Linked DNA regions of Mus musculus: region 2 is linked to region 1. The links are chromatin contacts, called in public HiChIP or PLAC-seq maps. All regions are on one chromosome and are shown on one strand. Each heading gives the region's core, a stretch centred on a gene start, on an enhancer-like site or on the middle of the called end of the contact. The rest is flanking DNA. Distances are from core to core; before and after follow the strand shown.

Region 1 (3,936 bases), core at 763-3,262:
ATCGTACCCACTGATTTGTCTTCCCGAGTTCCTATTGAAGTGAGGCAAGTTTCATATAAGCTTGTATATAAGCTTTTCTACCATCCCAAATTCTGACAGCCTCCACAAAAATATATAAAGAAGATTAACAAAATCCCACATCTGAACAGGTTTATACTGTAGGTACTAGGCTCTAGTTAACCAAGAGGTATCTTCACACAGTTTCTCCGTTACCAATTAAATCAGTGGCGAACTACATGGTTAGAAAAGCACGATGCAAAATCTCAGGTCTGAATTATGATACTCAGAACCGCTGTCTGGAAAACCTACTTTGTATACATTTTTCAGGTATATATTAAGTTTACAAATTTGAAAAAAAAAAACAACTAAAGCTTGACCTTTTTTCTATAGTGTTTCTGAAAGCTGGTTAATGGTAAGAGTGTTCCAGATCACTGATGTAGTCGCCATCTCTAGGACTGACACACCACTGCACTGGATCTTTAAAGAGGTTCCCCTTTGAAAGGGCTCCTTTACTCAAAACAGCTTCCTAAACTATCAGAACCAAATGCTAAACAACAAACACGTGTTCATGAAACTAAATCAAAACTAGTCTTTCAGTCTACACAGAAGGATTCTTACAATACAAAAACCGAAACAGAACTGAATTACGCAGTCAATACAGAGATGGGTCCCCCAAATCCCACATCCACCAAATAACTTTATACGACGGTCACTACATACAGGGTGGGTGGGGGAACCAAATTCATGTCGTATATACAATGTTTACGACTGTTCTTGTCTTGTTTTAACGTCCTAAGGTGTTTCACGGATCTCAAAAAGTGATTCCGTAACAGCAGAACTAGTTAAGTTACACTCCACTCCAGCGCTGTGGAGTCGGACCGTCCGGAATCTGTAGACCCAACTCCTGTTTAAGGAGGCAGAGAACGGACTGATGCTTCGGCGAGATACTGGGAGATGAAACACCAGCCCGGGGGCCGGTGACCGAAGCAAGAAAATACCGATCGTTCGCCGGGTGCGGTTCTTAAAAACAAAACACACGCGGGGCTCGCCCTGCTGGGAAAGGTGTAAACAAACCCAGCTCTCCTCCACTGCAGCCACAAGGTACACAATGAAGCGGCGGCCGAGTGAGGGGGCGGGCGGTCTCCAGCCAACTACAGCCCCAGCGGGCCCGGGAGACGGGAAGCGAGCAGCAGGGAGCTGCGGCGTGAACCAGACACTTAGCAGTCATCACGGGCTCTCCGGGTTCTCAAAAAGCTGCGGGGACCCCCCCCACCCCACCCAAGAGGATCCCACGGGCAGGGAAGAGCAGTCCCGCAGTGAGCAAGAAGCCGGCAGGGTCCAGCATCTGCTCTTGGGGGGAACGGGGAGGGCAGGATGTGGTCGCTCTTCCCACAAACATCCTCCAGCAACCTAAATAACAACCTCTACCTTGCTCCCCCACCCACCCCGTCCAAGGCCGCCCCCGGGATCCGGAGGTGGGGGGACCCGGGAGCGGACGGAGGGGGGACACACACGCGACCGAGCCGGCCGGGGAGCTCCGCAGCCGCCCGAGGCCCCGGAGCGGGCTCAGCCCCCCGGGCAACCCGGGCCACCCGGGCGCGGGGCAGGGGGATGGGCGCGGGCTCGGCCCCTCGCTGCCCCGCGCGGCTCGCCTGCCAGCCCGCCCGCCCGGCTGCCCGCGCCTCCCCGGCGGCCGCGGCGGCCCGCGTTACCTCGGGTCAGATCGAGCGGGACGTTCTCCTCGCCGCTGTCATTCCGCCCTGTGCGAGACAAGACACACAACCCCAGTTAGAATCCATCGCAGGCCGGCGGCGCCCGACGCCCCGCTCGTCTTCCCCGTCCAACCTCACCCCACCCCATCCCCAGGCCCGGAGCAAAGCCGAGCGCCGCGACCCGTGACCCGCACCGGGTGAGGCGAGCGAGGGCGGCGAGCGGGCTTACCTCGTATTCGGAGGTTCTTCAGAGAGCGGCCGCGGCCGATCGCCGCCATATTGACGGGTTTCAGTCACAACACCGGAAACCTCGCCCGATCGCGCGAGAACCCCCTTCCCCTCCCCGCGCGCCGTTCCCGCCCCCTCCGCCCCCCTCCCGCGGCAGCGCCCCCGCCCCTCGGCACGGAGGCTCGCCCGCGGGCGCCGAGCAACGCGCCGCCGCCTGTGCCGACCCGCATTGGGCGGTGGGATGCGACCCCCGGCGGGGGGACACGGGCAGGGCGTCGGGGCGCAGGCGTGGTGGGAGGCGCAGTTCCCACGGGGGGGGGGGGCGCCCATTGATGTGGCCCGGGACTCTGGGCGCGCGCGCGGCGGAGGTCGGGATGCGGGCGGGCCACCTGCTGGCCCGCCCCGCCGCACTCCCCGCGTGGCTTTAAAGCCCGTTTCCTTACTCATCGGCTAAAATTGTTACCATTATTTTTATTATTATTATTAAAAGAGAGGGTGGGGTCCGGGAAAAAGGCGCGCGGCGCACAGTTAGGAATGTCGCTTTGATCCTTTTCCCAGAACCGCGGCGCCCCGAGTGAACACGTAACAAAGTTTGTTTTCCACCCACGCTCTGACCATTGAGCTAAGCGGCTTCGCGCTTGATCACAGGCAAAGCCGCTCGCCGCCGCCGCCGAGAGCTGGGCGGCAGGGCGGAGGTTTGCTTTCGGTCCGCCGGGCATCCGACGTGCAAGGAGTGCAGAAAGCGGGCGTGCAGGGCGCTCGCCCGAGCGCGGGACTCTTTCCCCGGCGCGCGCCAGCGCCTGGAGGCCCGGGACAGGGTTTCCTCTCCCGGAGCCCGGGGAGGAGGCTGGGCGCCTCGTCCTGGCTTTCTGTTACTCCTACATCACTGGCTGATGCCGATGTCGAGGATCGATGTTTTTAATGCGGACTAGTCACAAGGATTAGTTTACGGGTTTCTAGAAGCGGGTTAGTACGCACTCATTTGGCCCTTAACCCAGCAACTCTCTTAAGCTAGATTACTTTAATGAGAGGATATTTTGTCTCCTCCTATTCCTCACCTCTCTCTTCCAGACTTAAAAGTCCAAAGTGGAGATCTTGCCTTAACCACTTAGTTTTTAGTACAGACGTCAAAAACGAGTATCTGTTAGTGTAAACCTTCAGCTCCTTTTGTTCTAATAATGTTCTAAATAATAATAATGTTCTCACTAAAAAAAAAAAAAAAAAAGCAAACCAAAACCTCTCTAAAATCAAAAAGAAAAATAAAAAAATATTAGAAAGACTCTCCGTGTTAATAATAGTGAGCAATTGTAGACTTGAAAGCCCAAAGGTAGAAATTATGCAAATGTAATTTAAAATGACTTTGTTGATCCAGTATATTAACAGAGTGGTATTAAGTAAGCAATTACAGATTTCCTTTACTCATAAATGCTTGAAATACATATAAAATTCAAATGGTTCATTATAAAATACTTTTACAAGCATTATATAAGGAAAAAAATCCAAGATGTGTATCTGAATGTAAACTACTATTCCCCTTTCAATTGTGGGATCATGCCTGCATATTTTCTTCTTGCTTGGTCACCTACAACCAATAGTTGTGGTTGGACTTTTAACCAATAGTCGATCTATGACAGTTGTAGAAGCAACAAAAGTTTTTAAAAGAAAAATAAAGAAACACCAGGAAAATAAACTTGAATTGCTGCTCTCTTGGGGTACTACCCCATATCTCAGGATGAAGTCTGCATTCTGGCATCTGCTGCCCTGTTGCACTTAGCTTTAAGGATCTAACACAATTACAGTGCTTTAAAGAAATATTCCCTGACACTATCAGCACAAGCCTTGATAAACAACAAAATTGCTTCCTTTTTATATAGCTTCCAAGTCTCTATGGAAGTTATTTATTCTATTTCCTGCCTTAGATGAAGACCACAAAGCTGGAGGTCTGGCCAGAACATGAAAAAGTTTATCTTTCATCCCTCCACACATCACAATCACT
Region 2 (3,936 bases), core at 949-3,448, 590 kb before region 1:
GTCCTACAGGTAGATCCCTTCAAACTTCAATTCTTTATTCGGTGATGGTTCCTAGCGAAACTCCTTGTCAGGGTGGTGGGAGCTGATATAAATTGAATTCCCATGTAGCAACTCTGGGAGCCATTAGTAAACTGCAAATGGAAAAGCCTGCTCTCTTGCCCACCTAGGACAAGCTGTCCGTCAAGTTTATCATTGCCCTGTTCCATTCATCTGTTTGTCATTTGATTAGTTTAGACCAGTATGTAAATAAAGAGAGGCCAAGAGAGTTGAAGGTCAAATAGATTTTTTTTTAATGTGATGACTTAATGCTTTGGACTTCACACCACAGTTCATTTTTGTGGGGAGCAAACTTTGCATAAAATTAACCTGTAAGGAGCAAACTTTGCATAAAATTGGCCTGTAGAAGAGACAGTGGAAACTCTACAGAGAGCCTGGGGCTTTCTCTCCCTGCTGTCCTGTGGGCCCTGGCTGATCTATGGGATTGAGTCTCTTCCCTTAGAACCAGAAGCTTATCTTGCAGTCTTTAGGTCCCCCAAAAGCACCTTAGACAGAAGTCAAGGGGTCTCTGTATTCGCTTGGAAGATAACTATATTTTTCCTTTTGGCAAGTGAAACCTGACACCATCTTCATAAATCAATGGCAACTCCAAACCATGGGGACAAAGCAGTTCTTGGGACTTTTGTCCCAGCGCCACCACTGGGCTGCCTTTTCTAATCCCATCACAATTGTACATATGTCAAATAGAAGCTGAGCAGAAATTATCACAGTGACTGATTTTCATCACTGGGTTCTCTCAGTTAACATTTTAATAACGAGGTACATGTGAAAATACCATACTTACTACTTAGGTTATTTCTGTCAACATAGTGTTTGTGACCATACGTCTAAATTTATGCACTTAAAACCATTCTAAGAAGGGGGTACACAGGCTTTGTCAGACAGTCACCGTGGCATAAGAAGGTTAAAGACCACACTTTAGGTCAGGAATTGGCAGGCCTTTTCTTGAAAGGCTAGAAATCATATTGGCTCTGTCAGCAATCCAAGGTCTCTCTCAGACACTCTGTTCTACCATTGTTCTAGGAAGGCAGCTGTGAACTTTAAGACTTCAGTGAGTGTTGTTCCCATAAAGGGTGACAGCTGGGTTTTCTTGACCATTGGCTTAGAATATCCTGTTGTTCCTAATATATTTTAATTTACTCAAACACCCTAGGGAAGTCTACTATTGCCATCTACTTATACTAGCCTGTATTATAAATTAATGTGTTCCCATCATGGGTAAGATATTTAGAGACAAATAAGCTATGTCATGAGGGATGTAGAGTCTGGAAGGCTGAATGGCACAGCAGGGCTGAGGACATGGCCTCTGGGGAATGCTTTCTTGGCATCCAAACTTATTTTTAATCTCAAAAGTTGTAATTGACAGATCAAAGTTGCACATATTTGTGGGTGACCCAGTTCTGAAGGCGTCTGAGCAGGCTTCTTAAGGTAGCGAGGAAAGACACATCAGGGATGCTGCAGAAGCAGGGAGGGAGCAATGTGAAAGGGTTAGACTAGAGGAAGCCACTTAAGCAATGGCTTAGAGGCAAGAAGAAACTGTTCCTGGAATTGCTAAGAAAGCCTGGAGCGATGTGTGGGGAGAGGAGTAAGCGGGAGTCAGACCAAGGAAGGCATTAAGAAAGAGTTCACTTTTTATCCTGAAGGGAAAAGGAAACTGCAGAAAAGTTTTAAGGAGGAGAGCAATTTCGGTATTAGCACTTTTGAAAGACCATGGAGACTTCTCAAGGAATGCAGAGAGGAACAGGATAAAGTCCCAATGATCGTTGAGCTTTCAGTCTAGAGAAACAGAAAAATGAAAGAAACCACATCCAAAGGTGATCATCAGTGTACCGGCTGCATTGGGTTCAAGGCACCAGGAGATTTTTAGAGAAGCCCATGACACTGGCACCTGAGCTGGTGCTCATGAAGTGGGAAGTGGGAGATGCTCTTAAGCCAGCAGCGAATTCAGTGTCCCTCAGCAAGCATTAAATGTTAAATCGGAGGAACCACCATGGTTTGAAAGGGACCACAAGTATCTGATGGCACTATGTATTTGGTCTACTTTACCTTAGGCCAACAGGGCAACCTCCACTCTCCAGGCCATTCTGTATGTGTTACCACATCACCACATCTCCTGGAGGGTGGCTTCCTGCTCCACCCAAATCTACTCTCAAAAGTATTTCCCTAGTGTGATGTCAGTACCTTGAGCCCAGTTTCCTAGTTAGTGTCTGTAGGATGTTTAAGCTTCACCTCTATCTCAGCTTCAAGGACGCCAGTTCTCAGATTATGAAAGATGACAGATTGGAAGGTATTTGGACCCATTGAGGAGGTCCTGACCTACCATTTTTTCAAAAGAAAAATACAGTAGAATAACAAAGAAAAATATGAGACGGTATCCAAAAGGGCATAAGCAGGGGTTGTGAAACTTGTTTCGGGGTGTATGTGTGTGTGTGTGTGTGTGTGTGTGTGTGTGTGTGTGTGTGTGTATTACAGTGCCCAGTGCTTATCTTTCTGTGACTCATAGAAAAAAAATCCTCTGAATCAATGCGGTTTGAGGTCAGAGGCTCCCTACCCTGTTCTAGAAGTTGCTTTTTACTTAACCTTCCACAATTGATGGCCACCTTCCTCTGTTTCTATGCAGCCATTGCTGCAGGGGCCATCCGTCCCAAGGCATACATACACCTTTATTCCTAAGCACTCCAACTGACACCAGGTTTCCCTTCTAATGTCTCTTTAAGAAGCCATTGACTATCTTACTCCCATGTGTAATACTCAAAAGTGTTTACACCCTCATCACAGGATGCAGTCTTGTCTCTTTCCTAAAGACATTGCCCCTATATCTTGTGCATTCAAGCCAAGCAATGCCTACCCTTTGAACTCAGCCTCTAATGGTCAAGGACTGGCTGGGTCAGTGGTTCTCAACCTGTGGGTCCCGACCCTGTTTGGAGGGTCAAAAGACCTTTTCAAAAGGATCAAATATCAGATATACCATGTATCAGATATTCCCATTACGATTCATAACAGCAAAATTACAGTTATGAGTTAGCAACAAAAATGACTTTATGGTTGGGGGTGACCACAACATGAAGAACTCCAAAAGGCCCCAGCGTTAGGAAGGTAGAGACCCACTGTGCTGACTGATCAACATAGAAAACCACTCTCTGCTGTGTTCTGAGCAGTGGGCCTTTTCTACAGCAGATGGCCTCCGAGTTCACAGTGGGCATGTGAGTACACTGAAAGTCCATTTTAGTGCCTTTTCTGCTGTAGGTTCTTTCACTCAGGGTTTTGCCCCTTTCGTTTATTGGATTGACTTTCTTAAAACTTAACATGAGATTTTTTTCCTAGATGTATGATTACATTTCCCTTAAGTTGGCTTTGCCCTTGCACTGAAGTCATTTTGAATTTTGATTCTGTCACACACCTTATGAAGAGTGTCTTAGTTAATCTTACTATTGCTGTGATGAAACTCCATTACTAAAGCAAATTGGGAAGGAGAGGGTTTATTTCACTCATAGTTCTGTATAACAGCTCATCATCAAAGGCAGTCAGGACAGGAACTCAAGCAGGGCAGGAACCTGAAGGCAGAAGGAGATGGAGGGCCATGGAAGAGTGCTGCTTACTGCCTTGCTCCTCATGGCATGCTCAGCCTGCTTTCTTATAGAACTGAGAACCACCAGACCAAGGGTAGCATTACCCACAAAGGACTAGAACTCCCTGATCAACCACTAATTTAGAAAATGCCCTACTGGCTTGCCTACAGCCTGAACTTATGGAGGCATTTTCCTCCTCACTTGAGTCCCTGATGAGCTTGTGTCAAGTTGACATAAAACCAATGGTACAGAGAATCCATGTCCCAGACAAATATCTGTATCCCCTAAAATTCTTTGGATTTTAAAAATA

What was found. HiChIP or PLAC-seq counts read pairs in DNA pulled down with a chosen protein or histone mark.
Region 2: a contact with region 1 is called in an HNF4G HiChIP or PLAC-seq map of pancreatic cancer cells. The contact joins the enhancer-like site here to the promoter of Rictor in region 1. A contact is called at or near these places in 3 of 39 promoter capture datasets (the 3T3-L1 cell line and liver) and 3 of 115 datasets of contacts at active chromatin or transcription factors (embryonic stem cells, pancreatic cancer cells and stem cell-derived neural progenitor cells).

The regions. Positions count from the first base shown.
Region 1 is chr15:6,706,457-6,710,392 of GRCm38.p6, reverse strand. Rictor (RPTOR independent companion of MTOR, complex 2) reads right to left here and starts at 2,012. Exons shown (of 38, transcript NM_030168.3): 1 at 1,942-2,012; 2 at 1,713-1,760. The coding sequence starts at 1,990.
Region 2 is chr15:7,296,418-7,300,353 of GRCm38.p6, reverse strand. All of the region lies in intron 5 of Egflam (EGF-like, fibronectin type III and laminin G domains), which reads left to right. Among named protein-coding and RNA genes, the nearest start is that of Egflam, 100 kb to the left of the region's middle. Within about 2 kb of position 2,198, at least 3 of the 459 cell types and tissues checked have an H3K27ac peak or open chromatin away from gene starts, as enhancers often do. A contact at or near this core is called in pancreatic cancer cells, where this site is marked.